Regions from separate parts of the Zea mays genome. Here region 2 is linked to region 1. The links are chromatin contacts, called in public Hi-C maps. All regions are on one chromosome and are shown on one strand. The core of a region is the stretch at or near the end of the contact, and the rest is flanking DNA. Distances in the headings are between cores, read along the strand shown. Region 1 holds the start of LOC100384084. Region 2 holds the start of LOC100382007 (putative RING zinc finger domain superfamily protein).

Region 1 (4,690 bases), core at 1,291-3,790:
CAAAAACCACCTATGCCAATTCATGTCTTGACTCTTGAGTGGTCGATTGCTGGATTGCCACACTATCTCCAATTTAGATCCTTTTATTATGTCTAAATATTCACACGCTATTTTTAGGCATTTTTATTACCTTGGTACCTTCTTAAAACCTTGTGCCTTGCCTCTTGGAACTAGCAGGTCTCGCAAATTTCCCATATATATCTCGAGCATACTGAAAGTGAACAGAAACCTTCTGTTGCTCTCTGAAGTTCGATCAAACAGTGCTTGAATCCCACGTGGTATGACACCTAGATCTGTAGGCTTGCCTTCCTGATTGAAGTGGTAATGGATTATAAACATAAAATATTAAATTTCTGTTGGTTTCAGTTTGTTTGGGCTTCTTATTTTTCATTTTTTGTTCTTCATGAATGAGATAAGGAGCTGGAATAAGTAAAGCTCACCATGGTATAAGTTTTTCCACTACCTGTCTGACCATAGGCAAATATACAAACATTATAGCCATCTAAAGCTGATTTTATCACTGGTTCCACTTCAGCAAATACATCACCTGGAAATCACACTACTGTAACCTGACTTGCATTCAAATTATTCACTTCAGTTTCGCAGTTCCTATAAACGCAAATCTGTTATACCTTGTGTTGAGCATTGGTTGAAAACCTTGTCAAACTTGTATTGCTTTATCTTGGTCTCAGCAACTTTTAGGAATATATTACTCTCATCCAGGGTGTACAGAGTTCTGGATTGATAATTTTCTTCATGGTGAAAAGGCCTCACACGACAGAACACCCTTATATTCCCTGAAAAACGGATGCATATCACTTAAACAGAACTCTAAACAATTCCATTACATTTAGTGACCTTTATATTTATCAAGCCAAACACAGAAAAAGTCGAGGAGAGACATCAACCTTTCAGATCCAAATAGTTATTTAGTGACTGCCTCCTCTGCAGCGTTATCTGCTTTAGTTTACCATCCAGCAAAACCAGTTCCTCTGTTATGACCAAACAAAGAGAAGACATGAGAACTTTACTGCTGTGTTATCTGCTTTAGCCAAGCATTCAGCGAAACTAGTCTATCTGTTTTTTTGAAGTGATAAAACTAGTCTATCTGTTCTGTAACCAAAAAGAAAGAAAGAAAATATTCAGAAATTTTTATAGAGTTTGAGGGAAAGTGTTAGAACTGCATACCTTGAACCTTTGCAGCTTCAGCATCTGAATCTGTATCATCAGAACAAATATTTTGAGCCGTGTGAACCATTACTTTCATCTTCGGTTTGGTTGGTGACAACTCCTCGATGATGTGAGACACCGATTCGATATAGCTGGTTCTGGGTGCGAGGTACTTGTTGAGCCCCATGAGGGATGACAGCGTATCAGGCAGACTCTGCACTATGTTCCCTGATTTGCCATCCATGTTCGGGTATTATGCAAAGCCAGCAGATGAACCAGTATGGCTACTCTATCATTCTGGCCCGGTTCCTTTATCTGCTGGTGATACCTCCTATCGTTTCGGAATTGATTAGTACTAACATTGAAGATTAAGAGAGAGAGAGAGAGAGAGAGAGAGAGAGAGAGAGAGAGAGAGAGAGCAGTGTTTTGTTGAAGTCAGACATGAATCAAATTGGACTGTTTCATCAGGTCTAAGCTTACTGCGTGTATTTGACATCCAAGACTTTTTGCTATGATTTTCCAATCAATTTTCTGACCAGTTTTTTCCCCTCGAAGACTAGACGGCGAAAAACCAGAAACAAAAAAGAAGATAAATGTATACAAGAGAAGGCGTTCCTAGTTCGTCGTACCTGCACTCCCATGCTCGGTCAAATGTTCGCAGAGCATAATACGAAGGGAAACGCTGGATGCGGGAGCTGCCTCCGGAGAGCACCCCCATACATTGCTTAAGAGCAGCTTGGAGTTCCCAGGTCCCTATCACCTATTCAAGAAAAAAAAAGGGTCAGTTGTACTCGAAGGCGTCCAACCACCCGCATTTCCAAGGCTCCAGCTCCATCGCTTCTCCTTGCGAAGCAATTCGAGTGCGAAATAAGGCTTGGATGGATCATTGGAAGAGAAGGAAGCCGAAGCTCACAAACAAAATATCCCTTCCCGGCTAGCTCTTTTCACCTTCAAAGACTGCGGATTCTGTGCCTCATATCCATCGCCGCGGCCGTGTCCCCGTCAGAGGAAACAGTCCCCAACCCACACAAAAGCAGTGAACTGAAGGGGCTGAGAGCAAAGCACATGAGAGTATGCAACCTGCAGGTTATTGCCTCCTGTTGGCTTCAGCATTCGGAGCCTCGACAGTAGGATCCGCCATGGATGGCATCATGCTACCCTCAGGAACTCTTCTGGCTGCTTCAGCTATACGTAGAATAGTTGGAATAACTGGTCATGGAACTTACTGTTTCGGCTATGTTTAAAGACAAAGAGGGAACGAGCTATATACATAGGATTCTGTGGTCAAGGGAGATCAAACTCAGCCAGTCAGTGCCACAAGTCCACAACAGGTCTGAGGACAGTAGTAGTCACTACTCCCTCGGTGTTTGTGTCAGAGAGAGAGAGAGAGGTGAGTGTGAGAGAGATGGAGGGAGGGGCCGTCGGGAGGGGGGGATGCTGATTAGTGTATAGATGAGGCCACGATAGATTGTATTATGTGCCATATGGCGACAATGTTTAATGGCTGGAAGTATGCTGTGCTAGTGAGATCAAAATCATTCCCGTTCAGCTGTCATCGGAAAGCTCACCAACCATGTGCCATGCTGAACTTTTCAGAGGTTCAACAGGCGTGGGGCTGTGCGTCGAGATGTTGGATTCTGATTCCAGCTTCTGACCATGCCTCACAGTAGCAGTACTTGAAAAAAAAGGCATTGATTGGTCCCTTCAGAAGATGCCCCCCCAAGCTACTGCAGATGAGCATTGCTTGACCAGGTAGGAAGCAGATCGGCAGTCGCTGAGGCATGTCGTGATGTGCACCACAATGAGATCACCGCCTTCAATTCGAAGTGGTCGTGGATCGCTAAGGAAGAAAAGGTATAGGTAACCACCATGGGTTGGTTGTCTTGGCAAGAACCACTTCCGTGAGCAAGAACGAAGGGCACATACGAAAACTCATTTCCCTTTTTTTTTTTTTGCTTCTAAGGAAGAGCGCAAATTAAAGCGAGGGCATGAATGGCGGTCTTATTGGTTGCGGATCTCGACTGTGCAGTTCCACTTCCACCACCGGTGAGGCCGCAGTGACCAACTGTGGACAAATAATCCTCGAGGGCCCATTGATCCTGTGGAGTTTTGGAGTGACCTGGCATGTCCCCTATCCTTGTATTGTATGCCTATGATTCGCCGAGCCGAAGGACGGCATCTGCATGTGTACTTTGCTGTCCGGTGAAACAGAGATGCATATGAATGTTATGACAAGTTCTGTATGGGGCCACAGGAATCGTACGTATTATATGATGATCATGGTTCATGGGCACACTACCCCCATGAACTACTAACAGAGAGAAGTTGGCATGAGTCTTTTTAAGGGAAATCTTACCCATCACTCGAGATTAAAAAAAGAAGAAAAAGGCACCAAATTTATGCGCTTTTAATTTGCAAGATGAAATCCAATCCATTTCGTGTTTAGTTTAGTTTGTGTAGATCATTCTCTCAACTTTTCAAGATACATCCTTGATCTTCCTGCCCACCCTATCCTTTTAACACATCCTTGCATATATGAGGTGGCGGTGTCTTCAGCCTGAAAATGCTTTCTCGTCCCCACTGACGATATCCTTTCTGGCAACCGCCTCAGATATAGAATGATCATTGGGTGATGATAAAGTTTGCCCCTCTGCTGCTGTGATCTTTTTTTTCCCCTTCACATACCAAAAGTGCCTATTCAGAAGCTAAAGTGAAACTTTGGGTACAAGTCAAGAGGCCATGACGACTTCCTTCTTCTTCTTCTATTCCCTCGAGAACTGATGATTACATAAGAGGTTAGTTATTTGATTACATATTATGAGGTTTGGATCATGAATTGAGTGTACGCCCTTTTCCAAATTTGGTTGGTCCTCACCATTTTACTCGTTAGGCATAAAGCTTTTCCATTGCCCATTGACACATGTATATCATCTTTCTACCAACGTAATCATTCCAACTAAGGGTCCCTTTGGTTCCTGTCACACCCGGTTCTAGAGGCAGATTCGAGCGCATAACATATGTGTGCCAAGATCCATTTTCACACATATGTTGACGTCACAAGTGTAATATATCAAAAGACAATTGCAATAAAGGCGTAAAAAGAATAGATTACTTTATTACTTAATCTGAATCATTGTATCTTTAACAAGTATCAACATCAAAGTAAGGCGGAATTAAATAACATGGATAATCTCCAACAGGAAGATGACCGGCGCATCGTTAGACTTAAAACTCATCATCGTCATCAGCGAAGTCTCCAACATCACCCTCTGATCAAAATATTAGCAAGGGTGAGCTCACTTATGGTCGGGGCTCAGCAAGTGGGGAAAAAATTAATGCAAGTTTAACAATGTGAGGCTAAGGTTGAGCAGTAAGCATTTTAGTTGGTCAACATTTTATTAACAACACCTGTCTTACTAATAAGTGTGAATCCCAAGTATCCCGTTTAAACAAAGGTATATGAGTATATCAAAAACACTTAAGTGAAACCACTTAAGCAAACCATTGACAGATCATCGGA
Region 2 (4,649 bases), core at 2,066-4,565, 270 kb after region 1:
AGGCCCTGCCGAAGGCATCATAGGAAACTCCGCTCCGCCCGACCCAGGGCTCGGACTTGGGCTCAGCCCCAGAAGACGACGAACTCCGCTCCGCCCGATCCAGGGCTCGGACTCGGGCTCAGCACCAGAAGACGGCGAACTCCGCTCCGCCCGACCCAGGGCTCGGACTCGGGCTCAGCCCCGGAAGACGGCGAACTCCGCTCCGCCCGACCCAGGGCTCGGACTCGGGCTCAGCCCTGGAAGACGGTGAACTCCGCTCCGCCCGGCCCAGGGCTCGGACTCGGGCTAAGTCCCGGAAGACGGCAAACTCCGCTCCGCCCGACCCAGGGCTCGGACTTGGGCTCAGCCCCAGAAGACGGCGAACTCCGCTCCGCCCGACCCAGGGCTCGGACTTGGGCTCAGCCCCAGAAGACGAAGAACTCCGCTCCGCCCGACCCAGGGCTCGGACTTGGGCTCAGCCCTAGAAGACGACGAACTCCGCCTCGCCCGACCCAGGGGCTCGGACTCGACCTCGACCACGGAAGACAGACTCGACCTCGGCTTCGGAGGAGCTTCCACATCGCCCAACCTAGGGCGCAGGCCAGCCACGTCAACAGGAGGCGCCATCATCACCCTACCCCGAGCTGACTCGGGCCACAGGGAACAAGACCGACGTCCCATCTGGCTAGCTCCGCCAGATAGGCAATGATGGCGCCCCGCGTACTCTGTGACGACGGCGGCTCTCAGCCCCCTTACGGAAGCAAGACGACGTCAGCAAGGACTCAACTGCTCCGACAGCTGTCCCTCCGCCAGGCTCCATCGCTCCTCCGACGGCCACGACATCACACCAGCTGGGTGCCAAAATCTCTCCGGCTGTCACAACGGCATGTACTTAGGGCGCTAGCTCTCCTCCGCTAGACACGTAGCACTCTGCTACACCCCCCATTGTACACCTGGATCCTCTCCTTACGCCTATAAAAGGAAGGACCAGGGCCCTCTTAGAGAGGGTTGGCCGCGCGGGGACGAGGACGAGACAGGCGCCCGCTTGGAGCCGCTCGCTCCCTCTCCCGCGTGGACGCTTGTAACCCCCTACTGCAAGCGCACCCGACCTGGGCGCGGGACGAACACGAAGGCCGCGGGATTCCCACCTCTCTCACGCCGGTCTCCGGCCGCCTCGCTCTCCCCCCTTCGCGCTCGCCCTCGCGCTCGACCCATCTGGGCTGGGGCACGCGGCGACATTCACTCGTCGGCCCAGGGACCCCCCCCGGTCTCGAAACGCCGACAGGTGGCACATAATCATATTATATATATATATAATAAATTTAATATCAAAATGAACATGTGGTTCACATATCAGATATTAAACTGATAAGAACAAAATATTACACTTTATTTTAGTCAAAAGGTCGAGAAAAGTATGCGTTGAAAAAGACTCTTTTTCTATAGCTCGCTTGGTCGTTCATTCTTCTTCAGCTAGTGTGGTGATACTATGTAAAAGCGATGTGCTGTGTGTACCTTCCTGTCATGTTGGGCTTTGATGGTTTCTCATGGCTCATGTGTAGGGATGACAGCGGGTCGGGTTTTGTTCGGGTATAATAATACCCGAGCCGAAATTGTACCCGAGACTTCTACAAATATTCATACCCACCAAGCCAATCGGGTGATAAACTGTACCCGTACCCATGCCCATCGGGTATCCACCGGGTATCGGGTATCCAGTGGATATGTTATTGTAGACTAAATAACATTCGGTTAATGCTATAATAAATGCATAAAATATTTTAGTTTACATCTAAGCACCAATGCAACACAAGAATGACTATATTTGGCTACACGTCGATACAATATCTCAACTCATAATTATCACATCCAATAAATTTAAATTTGAGTACAGAGAATAAAAGCTTAATGAGTTTATGACAGTTGACAGTTATAACATTGTCAATGTCTCATTGGTCTCGATTACATTACATTTGACTGTTAACACAACACAAATTAATATTCATTAATCAACAACATATGCGAGTGAGTTTTTCTAGTGAATATAGCACATTTTTAGTGGATGTAGCACATTTAAAGAGGTATTTTGATACGTGGGTAAAGTATTTTACCCATACCCGACCCGATGTATTTCGGGTATCCAACCCGATAGGACCCACGGGTGAGTTTTTGTACCCGTATCCATATCCGGTGGGTACGAAACCCGCGGGTATCCATACCTACGGGTCCAACTGCCATGTGTGCAGCCTATTAGACCTATTGTTAGCCAAGAAATGAGGGAGATGGACAGACTTACATACTTCACACGTGACGTACGAAACTGGTGCTCCAAAGGAACAAAGAAGATGTTAGACTGTGGTTCGTGGGTTAGATTGAAAAAGGGTATAGAGATTTTTTTTTAAAAAAAAAGACGAAGGTGAAAATAAGAAAACCAAGTGTTTTATAGGAGTTGAGATGTCTCCAATGTTCAGTTAAAACAATATGCATCTAGCAGTGATACATTCAAGATAAGTTAAGCCATGTATTTTTTTATTAAATAGATTTGTAAGAAGCCGAGATAAATAAGAACTCAGATTGAACAATAAAAACACAAATAGAAAATAAAAAAACAGAAAAGGAAACACAAACGAACATGTATAAAGTTTGATCTAAAGACAAATATAAACATATGATACAATCTCAAACACAATTTAGAGCCCGACCTTAAAATAAATTAAAATATACAGATGGTTATAAGATAAATAACCAAGTCTCACATGCATATATTTACGAGTTACAGCACTGAGCACCATGAATTTATTGGATAGATTTTCGAACTACAAACTCTCTAATAAACTACGTAATACGTTATACCTACAGACTTTAACAACGCACGAAGTGCGTTGATCGTCGTAATATTCTCGAGATAAACCATGAGAACGACCGGCGAAAACAACCCCTGTAAAAAAAGCCGCCACAGAGGTGGTCAGGTGGACAGCATGCGCTCACGCCTCACGAGACAATGCAGGTGGGCCCGGGTCCGGGACACGCAGGATGAGACGCCGTGCACGTGGCCCGGCGGCAGCGGAAAGAAGCGTCGCGAGGCGCGGTCTCGTGTCCACTCAAGGGCTTGTTCGGTTATACCCCAATCCATATGGATTGAGGGGGATTGAGGGAGTTTCAATCCTTAGTAAGTCAAAATTCCCTTCAATCCGTATCAATCCCCTTCAATCCATATGGATTGAAAATAACCGAACAAGTCCCAAGTGGGTGGCCGGAGCAGTTCCGTTTCCGCTCTCAGCCAGGCACAGCGCCAAAGCGGCGACCGGGACTCCGAGACACATTCCCATCCGCACCGGGTTTTGTACCCGCACAGCCACACTGCCCTTCTCTCCCCTTCCTCTCTCCTCTGCGTCGCTTCCACCTCTCAATCTCACCCCACGCCTGCCCCGAGCTCCAACCCTAAAGGAACACACCCCTGCTTGCGGCGGCGGGGAGCGGTCTTGGGCGTCCGCCGTTGCTGTGGCCCAGCCGTGACAGATCCGGGCCCCGCGCCGTTAGGTCGGTGTTTCTTCGGCGACGGTGCAGCCGCTGGATGTTAGTCTGGCGGATCGGGGCTCGTTGTTCGCGTGATTCGAGGTAATTCCTGCGAACTTGGGGGCACCTTTTGCGTTAGTTGGGGGTCCAGATGGGGAATTTTGGTGCCGTCGGGGTAGGTAGCTCCAGATGAATTGTGGCTTTTCATCGGTGCTCACTTCCCATCTGGTATCCTAGTGAGCTGTACTCTTTGCATATGATTCGAGTGTGATATTGTATTGATTTTACCTGATATTTTGTGTTAGCTCCTGCCATAAATTCTTAAGGTAGATTTACCATCGGGTCTTTCGTTATTTATCAGTTAAATATCGAGACTTTTGACGAAAAAAAAAATCATATGGAGAATAATTGTGGCTCGAAAGCAATATAGTCATGACCTTTCGAATTGCACATCGTATTGTGTTCTGGCTCTGGGTGCAGAATTATATTTGTTTTGCTTTAATCCGGATACCGAACAATAAAATAGTGTGCTTGTTCCATCCTGCCATGGTTTTGCACAGTGCTTTTTCGGCAGTAAGAACAGATGCGAGATGCTATTTTGTTGTGTGGGGTGAAGGACCTGGCCTTTGAGTGTACTTTAGTTTTGGAATGTCTTGATGCTGGTCTACCTAACAGCTGCTTTCTTCCTCCACACATTTTCACCCAACTGTAGTTAGCCAGCTCCCCCAGCTTTGTGCCTTCAATTATAAACAAGCATCTATTTCTCATTTCTTTTAGCTCTGTTATTGTGAATGGTGCAGCATGTCAGTCTACAAAAAGACACCATGTTCAGATAAGTGCCGTGGAAATGCGAAATGTGTATGTAGCGTTGGATTTGTGGTCATACAAGAAGGGGACATCATGTTCAGATAAGTGTTGCAGAAATATGTAATGCGAATGTTGGCTGTTGCGTTTGATTTGTGGTCGTGCAAGAAGGGGTAGAATCCAGAACGATGATATGGGTAGCACCAATGGAAGAAAAACTTCTCCAACCAACAGAGACCTCTAAAGGGATGAGTGTGTAATGCAGCACGTAGTGGGATTTTAAGGCGCTAACGGAGATCTCCAAAGGCACGAGTGTGTAGTGCAGCGTGTAGCGGGATTCTAAGGCGCGA

Evidence for each region. Hi-C and Micro-C count contacts between places; a contact is called where the count stands out from the background.
Region 2: a contact with region 1 is called in a Hi-C map of tassel, with 2.5 times the contacts expected there. The contact joins the promoter of LOC100382007 here to the promoter of LOC100384084 in region 1. A contact is called at or near these places in 3 of 25 Hi-C or Micro-C datasets (bundle sheath, ear and tassel).

What each region holds. Positions count from the first base shown.
Region 1 is chr3:37,980,824-37,985,513 of Zm-B73-REFERENCE-NAM-5.0, forward strand. LOC100384084 reads right to left here and starts at 2,541. Exons shown (of 14, transcript NM_001350051.1): 1 at 2,441-2,541; 2 at 2,119-2,355; 3 at 1,800-1,930; 4 at 1,189-1,501; 5 at 909-992; 6 at 633-797; 7 at 441-547; 8 at 131-309. The coding sequence starts at 1,414.
Region 2 is chr3:38,254,652-38,259,300 of Zm-B73-REFERENCE-NAM-5.0, forward strand. LOC100382007 (putative RING zinc finger domain superfamily protein) reads left to right here and starts at 3,316. Exons shown (of 5, transcript NM_001174773.1): 1 at 3,316-3,597. It also overlaps the pseudogene LOC111591253.